Linked DNA regions of Gossypium hirsutum: region 2 is linked to region 1. A link is a contact called in public Hi-C data. All regions are on one chromosome and are shown on one strand. The core of a region is the stretch at or near the end of the contact, and the rest is flanking DNA. Distances in the headings are between cores, read along the strand shown. Region 1 holds the start of LOC121210907 (ribosomal RNA small subunit methyltransferase nep-1). Region 2 holds the start of LOC107923340 (protein IQ-DOMAIN 1).

Region 1 (4,707 bases), core at 524-3,023:
ATATGTTGCCTAATCTGCTCAAGGTAGGCTAGACTAGGACCAATCCTCTTTATGACAGTACACATACGACCAAGTGCAGCAACCTTTAGCGACTTGCACCGATATAGCGAGTCACCATACTTTAATAGCTTGACATAATCTTTAGCAATCTTGCTAATGAGATTCCTAGCAGTATTTATCTGGCCAAGAGCAAGCTTGTAGTGATCCTTGTTATAGAGAACATGACGAAGATCACCATAAAATGGATGGATATCATCAAGGCGAGGGAACTCATCAATTATTGTCGAAAGCTTCTCATGAAAATTCTGCTGGGTGTACTTAACTTTACGCATATAGAACTGGCGGAGACGGGAAATCGCATACCCTTTGTGGAAAACAGTTGGAGTTATCCGTTGGGTACGTGAGAGAATAATATCTATGAAGTCCTTCCCATTTGGTACAACAGTGATTTTCTTGAAATTATATTGAACCATTTTTACTATTGACCTGCAGCAAAACGAAGACGAGTTAGGTTAAATGAAAAGGATTTTGACAACAATTTGAAATCGTTGCTTAATAGACATCTGATTAAGAGTTAGTTTTCCGCCAAATACGTCAAACACAGATATGTTCATGAGATTATTTTCCTTAGATTCAAGAAAAAAAACCCCAAGCAAATTTAAAAGAGAAGTTACAAACAGATTCAATTTTCTAGAAAAATAATATAAAAGCCCTCAACAAAAACCCACACAGGTTAATAGGTATACAAATCAACTTAGATATGAAATTCAATAAAATAACACAACTTGTAGTAGAGGCTTAGAAGTTAACAATAAAATACAGTAATCAGAACTGAAAACAGGAAGAACGCTCACAGGTTTCAGTTTAGTACCTCTTTTTCCTTCAAACCAAACAGAAATGGAGTTCACAAGCTTCTGCTCAGCCCAAGAGAAGAAAGAGTAAGAGGGAGGCACACTAGAGTTCTAGTTTTTATAGCCGACTAGAGGTGTGCATAGGAATGCGAAATAGTTTGGGCAAAAATATAAGAAAAAAATAGGGTGTAAAAAGTAACATCCGTTTAAAAATGAGTTGGAATTTGGGTAAAGTATTTTTTATTTGGGTCCCGTTTACCCGAATTCATTACATGATAATTTTTTTAATATTATTTTTTATTATTTATTATTTATTTTGTTATTATTTTGCTATTATATTTTTATTATTTTATTGTTATTATTTAGATATTGTATAAAATTTATTTTATTGTTAATTTTTTTATTATTTTAAAGAAATTTGTTAATTTTGTTATTATTTTAGAAACATTTGTTTATTAAGTTATATCTATTTTCGTGTTATTTAAGTATATTTATTTTTTAAAATTTATTTTCAATTTGTTGAGAAATATTTATTTGATGTTTTTAATATTTTTTATGGTTTATATATATTTTAAAATTATATAAAAAATAATATAAAAATTAATATAGGCGGACCGGGTTAAGCTTGAATTTTAACATTTTTATTCAGGTCGGGCTTAGTTAAAATTTTAAACCTATTTTTTGATTTAGACCGAACTCAGGACTAAATTTTTAGTTAAACCTGGCCCGGCCCGGCCCGGCACATGCACACTTGTATAGACTACTGAAGCCCGTGAAATGAACGGGAGTATGTTTATATCATATTAAATTTATGGCTTAATGTACACTTTAGTCCCTAATGTATACCTTTTTTCACTTTGATCCTTAAAGTTTCTTTTGGCACACTTTAACAAAAACAGTCAATGGCGGTGGTAACTTAATTAGGATTTTAAATAAAAAACTAAGATTGAGTTTTAACTTTTAAAATATAGGAGCAAAATCTCAAATTCTGTATACAAACATGGACTAATAAGACATTTAACCAAAATAAAATTTTGAACAAATTAAAACTAAAGTCAGAAACCTTATAGGGTTCTCTTCTTCTACCTATTCACTCTTTTTCTCACAGCCGTCGCTTAAACAGAATCCATCGCCGTCCTTGAACGCCTCCCCCGTCCGTCGATCGGTTTACGCCCTCTTCGCCGCCGCCCACTGTAAGTTGTTCGTAACTTCTCTTTTATAATTTTTTCTCATTCTTTTCTGCTTTGTTTTATTTCTTCACACCGCTGTTGAGGTCTTTCGCGGTGGTGGAAGGCGCCGCCACCGCAAGAAAAAGCGGCCGATACACCGCTACGCACCACTATGTGAACTCTGACCACTGTACCCTCTTGAGTTTTTTTTTTATTAAATTTAATTGATATAAATTTTTTCTTGTACATGCAAAAGCTTAATTTCCAGTTCAAACTGGAGTTCGAGTATTGGAAAATTAGTATACGATACTCATCAAGCATGTATTGTTTCTCGAGCAGAGAGCTTGAACCGAATTTCGAGTAGCTAACTTTGAATAGGAGTTGTGCTATTTGTTTTTTAAATTCAATTGTTGTCCTAATCTAATGTAGCAACGGGTTCTTAAAATAGCAATGAAAGTAATTCCACTAAAAAAGCTTATTATTTTCTTATTCTAATGTAGTGTTATCTTTTACTATGTTGCTTCTTATTTAAAGGATAAATAATATTTCAAGCCGATAAAATGGTTCGACCGTATGCTATTAAAGGGAAGAAACGGAAGAATAGAGGCGAGAAGTATGATAAAAAAGAGCAAGAACATGAAGAACAAGTAGAAGAAGAAGAAGAGAAAGAACCAGCAAAACGAGCTGCTATTGAAAAGCCAACAGAGGAAGTCGTAGGTAAAGAAGAAGAGGAAGGAGGTGAAGCTGGAACAGATGAACTTGTGGGAATCCCAATTGTCCCCTCTGATAAAAAGAATAACAAAAATGGGGTCATTTTTGTTCTTGAGAAGGCTTCATTGGAAGTTGCTAAAGTTGGAAAGGTATATCGAACTTGAACTTCGTAATGTGCTTAGTGCTTCTGTTATCGTTTACGAGTATGAGTTTTTGTATTTTTTAATTGATAATTTTCATTAAAGAAGTTTGGTTTTCAACTGTAATTTGTCTTGTTGGTTGTAAATTGTTACAGAGTTTTCAACTCTTGAACTCAGATGATCATGCCAATTTCTTGCGGAAAAATAACAGGAATCCTGCTGATTACAGACCTGACATAACACATCAGGTTATTTTCCTCCTTTTTTTGTTATTTATTGCTATCTTTATATTTCTTTTCTTAAAAGTATGATGAATTAATTGATACTGCATTCTTGATCCTCTTTTGTTAAAACTATGATGAACTAACTGCTATTTTTGCCATTTCCCTATAGGCTCTACTGTCGATTCTAGATAGTCCGGTCAATAAGGCTGGGAGATTGCAAGCTGTGTATGTTAGAACTGAGAAAGGTGTACTTTTTGAAGTTAAACCTCATGTTAGAATTCCAAGAACATATAAGCGGTTCTCTGGTATTATGTGTAAGTTATCATGGCTGAGATTTTGTCTCTTCTGCTGCATTTTGAAACTCTTACCAGTCTGTTTCTTATTGACCTATTTAACAATCATGCAGTGCAACTGCTACAAAAACTAAATATAACTGCCGTTGGCAAGCGTGAAAAGCTTTTACGTGTGATAAAGAATCCCGTAACCAATTACTTTCCTGTCAACTCTCGCAAAATAGGTGGGTTTGACTTTGATTGTTGTTTCTCGTGTTGTCTGTAAAATCCGTTGTTTCCGGAACTCAAGTTCTTTTTCTTGCACATCAGGTTTCTCATATAGCTCAGACAAATTAGTTAAAATGAGGAAATACGTAGATGCTGTTGGTGATGATGTGAATCTTGTTTTTGTGGTAAGTCTTGTGCGACATACGATCCTTCTCTCTTTATGTATAATCGCTTCCTTATCCTATCTCTGTGCATTTTTTTCAGGTGGGTGCAATGGCCCATGGGAAAATAGAGGTAGATTATATAGATGATTTTATAGCGAGTAAGTTCCACATTCTTATCTGTATGTTTGTTAGATTGTGTTGTGAAAATTTCAAGGATATTGATTAGTAACCCTCGAATCCCGTAAGAACCATTGAATTGAGCAAGCTAAGGCAATAAGATAGACGAAAGCTAAATTACCAGTGCTTACTTATATTGGATACAGATATAGGTGTATGATTCTCCAAGAATATGCACTTGCTGGAACCATTCTTGTAGTTGACGATTATCCAAATCCAAGCTTTATTACAATATCTAAGACTTACATTTTACAAGCATGAAATTTGTTTTTTATCATGCTTAAGGGGACAAGACCTACAATCATTGTCTTATATGGTTTTATTTCTTATTGCAGTTTCCGGTTATCCGCTAAGTGCTGCAATGTGCATTGCAAGGATTACTGAAGCTTTGGCAGATAAGTGGAGCATATTGTAACACCCATATAATATATGTGTCTCTCTGTTTCAATGGCTTCGATTTTGGGATAGGTTATCAATGATGAATTACTTTAATTTATAACGTGGTACGTTTATTTTATGTTAAAAAAACGGAATATGCAGTTTTCTTGTTTAGGTAATATATGGAAGTGAGCAGCTAGAAAAATATTTTCAAGAGAAAAGATGTTATTTGATGGGGATAGCAATAGACCAAGACGGGATTACGGTACGTGTTAGTATCGATGTTGAAAATATTTAAGCATGTAAGCTAATCCAAATTCGTTTCAAATTGTTATGTTACTCAACCTTGTGCTTTTTTTATTTAATTAAATATTTATATTTTATTGATAAATA
Region 2 (4,681 bases), core at 148-2,647, 570 kb before region 1:
CATTATCCATTCTTATCAAAATCTAACATCATATATAAAAATGGACTTAGTTAATATACAAATGCCAAAATTCAATCTTATGTGTCAAAATTTAAATAAACCCAAACATCTTTTTTCTACATTTATATTATCTAAACCGATATTTTATTTGAAAGTGATTATTTTTTTATTAAAAAAACTTTGTTTTGAAAAAAAAAAGAAAAGAAAAAAAGGAGACTTTAGCCATTGGTTGATGTGCAAAACTCAACGTGGGTTTCCCTTTTTTTCTTTTCATGGCCTTTGCCTTTCAACGTTTCTCGATATCTCACCTCGTCCACAGCACGTCCACTACTCTCTGTTCCTCATGTTCCCTTTAATTTAGTATTAAACTTTATTATTTATTATTACCCCCCAAAAGAAAACCTCATAACACAAAATACCCTTTCGGTATTTAAGTTTAGTTTTATATTAAATTTCATGTATAATTTTGTATTAAGATAAAATGATGCCATGTGATTTAATAAATATTTGATACATATGTTTTGTTAAGAAAATATAAATTCTTAATTAGCATAAAAAGAGTTTAGATGTCAAATTAAATATTAAAGTTAAATTTGGGTACTTAATTAGATAAAAAAAACTTAAGTATTAAATTGAAAAAATTTAGGTACCAAAATGAGCATTAAAACCAAACTCAAGTACCAAATTAAGATAAAAAATTAACATGTCAAATTAAACATTTAAACTAAACTCAAATATCAAATAATTTTCATTTAAGTCACTGAGTTGTTAAATACGATGCTATATCGCTTTTTCTGTTCACACTACTTGCATTAATCGAAAGCTCTCTTTTCCTTTCTCTTCTATAATTCTTTTTTTTTATGAAACAATTTTGGACGTTAAGAATTTGCGAACCAAAATTCAAACAGCTTTTTTCTCCAATCTTCGACACTGACCGTTAGATTGACGGATCTAAAGGTATTTTCTTCGATTCTTAGATAAATACTGATCCATTATACCAATCATTAAACTGCAGCTTGAAACTCTCTGGCGGAACTTTAAAAAAAAATATTAACAACTCAGTAACTTAAATGAAAACTTTTAAGTAATTTAATGACCAAATTGTAGCTTTCTTTTATTAAGTTACCAAAACAAAAAGTTATTCATAATTTAGTGACTAATGTTGTGGTTTACCTTTTTTTTTCTTTATTGCATATAAATTATGGAAGTAGTTACTTTTACAAATTTAATATATACAAATTGATAAACTCTTGATTTTGAAGTGAATAATAAATAAGAATATTAAATTAAACTAACTTCTCAAAAATAAAAATAAAATTCTGGAAAGTTAAAATAAAAGACCAATTTTTAAAATTTCGTAAAATAAGAATACAAAATTCAGAATTAAACCTATAAAATTCAATAACATTGAAAAAAAAATGTTAACGTACTACACTCTGACACCACCACCATCGATGTCTCAATGTGCTCGAAAGTTCACCCAAGCTTGGATATATTGAAATCTAAGCTGTTCACTTTCGTTGTTTTCCCTTTCATTGTATCTCTCTCTTGAGGAAATATATATATCATTAAATTATCTTGTCCTGTATGTCTTTCTCTGGCAATTTAACAAGAATCCATATTACAATCAGAATCTTTTTTATCTTCACAGTGTTGGTGTCTTGGCTCCTTCTTCAAAGCTTCTTTTAGCTGTAAATGCAGCTTGGTTTAACCCTATCCTTTTGAATGGGGAAGAAAGGAGGGACTTCATGGTTGACTGCTGTGAAAAGGGCTTTTAGATCTCCTACTAAAGATACCCATGATGATGAAAAGGTAAGTGTTTCAATCTATTTTAATGGCTGTTTATGAATATAAAAAGAAAAGCCTTTGATTTTTTATTTTTTTTATATAGAAGAGAGATAAACGGAGGTGGATCTTTAGGAAACAAGATACAAGTCCTGTGAAGAGTGTAGGTAATAATGGTGGTGGTGGTGGTGGTGCAAGTACGGCAGCAGCGGAGAAAAGGCATGCTATTGCTGTGGCGGTGGCTAAAGCAGCGGAAGCTGAAGCTGCGGTGGCGACTGCAGAAGCAGCTTTACAAGCTGCTCGGTTGACTAAACCTAGTTATGGCAGGAAACATCACTTTGCTGCTATTGTTATTCAGACAGCTTTTAGAGGCTACCTGGTAAGAAAAAAATTTTGCCTTTGAAAATTGTTGTTTTTTGCATGAGAAAAAATGGGGGTTTAGTGTTGATTTTGTGGTGGTGATAATGAAGGCCAGGAGAGCTCTACGTGCGTTAAAAGGGCTAGTGAAGTTACAAGCTTTAGTGAGAGGTCACAACGTGAGAAAGCAAGCCAAGATGACGCTTCGTTGCATGCAAGCACTGGTTAAAGTTCAGTCTCGTGTTTTAGACCAAAGAATGAGGCTCTCGCACGATGGTTGCAGCCGGAAATCAGCATTTAGCGACACCTGGGAATCACGGTATCTTCAAGATATATCGGATAGAAGATCATTAGTAAGTGTTTTAAGCCTTTTGTTTATGACTTTATGTGTGGTTTAAAGATTCAGCTTCTTATTTGCCTTGTCTTTATGTCTGTGTGTGTTCTAGTCGAGAGGAGGAAGTAGCATAGCAGATGATTGGGACGAAAGGCCACACACAGTTGAAGAAGTGAAAGCTATGTTACAACATAGGAAAGAAGCTGCTTTGAAACGTGAAAAGAGCTTGTCACAAGCACTGTCACAACAGGTTCATGTTCTGTCTTTAACCATGTCTTGTTGTATCATATTGTAATGATTCATATAAACCAATTTGACCGTAAAATAGATGAGGAGAGCTCGAAGGAGTCCATCAATGGGGGACAAGATGAGTGGCTTGATCGTTGGATGCCTGCTAAACCATGGGATAACAGAGGAAGAGCTTCAATGGATCAAAGAGATAATGTCAAAACTGTTGAAATGGACACTTCACAGCCTTATTCATATGTAGCACCAAATTATAGAAGAACAAATTCAAACCATTATCACCAAAGGCCTAGTTCACCTCTCCATAGGGCTCAACACAATGCACAAGCTTTCCACCCTTCTCCAATTACACCCTCTCCATCGAAAACACGTCCGGTTCAAGTACGGTCTGCGAGCCCTCGTTGCGTTAGGGAAGACCGAACCTCGTTTTCATCATCACAAACACCAAGTTTAAGGTCCAATTATTATTACACAGGCAGGGTTAGTACTCAAGCTAGTACTAGTATAAACAATGCTATTACATTGCCTAATTACATGGCAGCAACAGAGTCTGCAAAGGCTAGGATTAGGTCTCAAAGTGCACCAAGACAGAGGCCATCGACACCAGAGAGGGACCGAATCAGTTCAGCAAGGAAAAGGCTATCGTTTCCCATCCCGGAACCATACGGTATTGGGATGGGGTATGGAGGTTATGGTCATAGCTTGAGGAGCCCGAGTTTTAAAAGTGTAAGCGGATCGCAATTCGGATTGGAACGACAATCTAACTATTCATCTTGTTGTACTGAGAGCCTTGGTGGTGAAATGTCACCATCTTCAACTAGTGATCTAAGAAGGTGGTTGAGGTGATCCCATCAATGTAGCTGTTGGTTTTTACTAGTTTTATAGTGTGTTTCCATTGTTGATTTTACCAATTCTTGGTTGAAATTGAAGCTTTATAAGTGAGGCAACTGCGATGAACCCTTCCTCACTGGGATCTTTCATGAGATTCATAACCAAATTGAGTGTCTAATACTATAAAGTAACTCTGTAATTCTGTTTTGTCATAACTTTTTAATATATTAAAGCTTATCATCTTTTCGATGTATGGTATTCAAGTCTGGTAAGTTTCCACTCCCATGAAGATATTGCTCAAAATTTCCCATCTTTATTTGGATTCAAAATAAGGATAATTTTATCGTTTTCATCTGTTTTACTGTTTGAAATTAGTCTTATTCAGGTGGCACAATTGCTTTATAAACAATGATAGATGTTAAAGATAGGGCAGGAGCCAGTAGAGATGCTGTTGGTGGGCTAAGATGATAGCTACTTTTTATTACCTTTTATCATGTCCATTAAAGAGGGGGTAGGCTGAACATGATCTCAATAATGAAGAGGAAACTGAAACAGGGCATGTGGTATGTTTTTTCTTTTAATTTTTTTTGTTTTTGATGCCATTGATCCTTATTGGTCATTGCCGGTCTTATCTTTCACAGAAATTCATAATAATAATAATGAAGGGGAAATGATTTTCAATGGGGTTTCGGGTTGTGAGATAAAAAGACTTCTTTGGGGATGTTTTATATGTTAAGATATGATTGCACCCATTGCCAGTCTTTTATCTTTTGCAGGTCTTTCATATGGTCTTGGGTTTCTGATCTGTAGATGCCTTTGTAACTTGGGAGTTGTAGCTTTCTCTTTCTACATGTGAACAAAAATTAATATTTTTCGTTTTATTACTTGAATTTCAATTTGATAATTAAGTTTATTGTAATTTTAAATTTTAAAAATTAAAAATTTGATAGTGTTACATTATGAAATTATACCACATCAAAATTTATGTGTGTTATATTTAATATTTTAATAATTGTATTTGTAATTGAATAGGTTAGACTATCAATTTCTGATCCAATCAGTCTCATTGTTTAATTAACAATAATTAAAATTTCATAAAAAATTAAAAATATAAAAATTTATTAAATC

Evidence for each region. Hi-C and Micro-C count contacts between places; a contact is called where the count stands out from the background.
Region 2: a Hi-C map of leaf shows a contact between it and region 1, with 2.4 times the contacts expected there. The contact joins the promoter of LOC107923340 here to the promoter of LOC121210907 in region 1. A contact is called at or near these places in 5 of 34 Hi-C or Micro-C datasets (callus and leaf).

Annotation. Positions count from the first base shown.
Region 1 is chrA12:82,128,982-82,133,688 of Gossypium_hirsutum_v2.1, reverse strand. LOC121210907 (ribosomal RNA small subunit methyltransferase nep-1) reads left to right here and starts at 1,773. Exons shown (of 8, transcript XM_041082846.1): 1 at 1,773-2,044; 2 at 2,555-2,880; 3 at 3,027-3,119; 4 at 3,265-3,409; 5 at 3,502-3,612; 6 at 3,698-3,780; 7 at 3,860-3,917; 8 at 4,272-4,707. The coding sequence starts at 2,581. The coding sequence ends at 4,351. It also overlaps the pseudogene LOC107948146.
Region 2 is chrA12:82,700,002-82,704,682 of Gossypium_hirsutum_v2.1, reverse strand. It overlaps LOC107923340 (protein IQ-DOMAIN 1), which reads left to right and starts at 1,397. Exons shown (of 5, transcript XM_041082851.1): 1 at 1,397-1,812; 2 at 1,892-2,164; 3 at 2,256-2,495; 4 at 2,589-2,754; 5 at 2,805-3,802. The coding sequence starts at 1,726. The coding sequence ends at 3,568.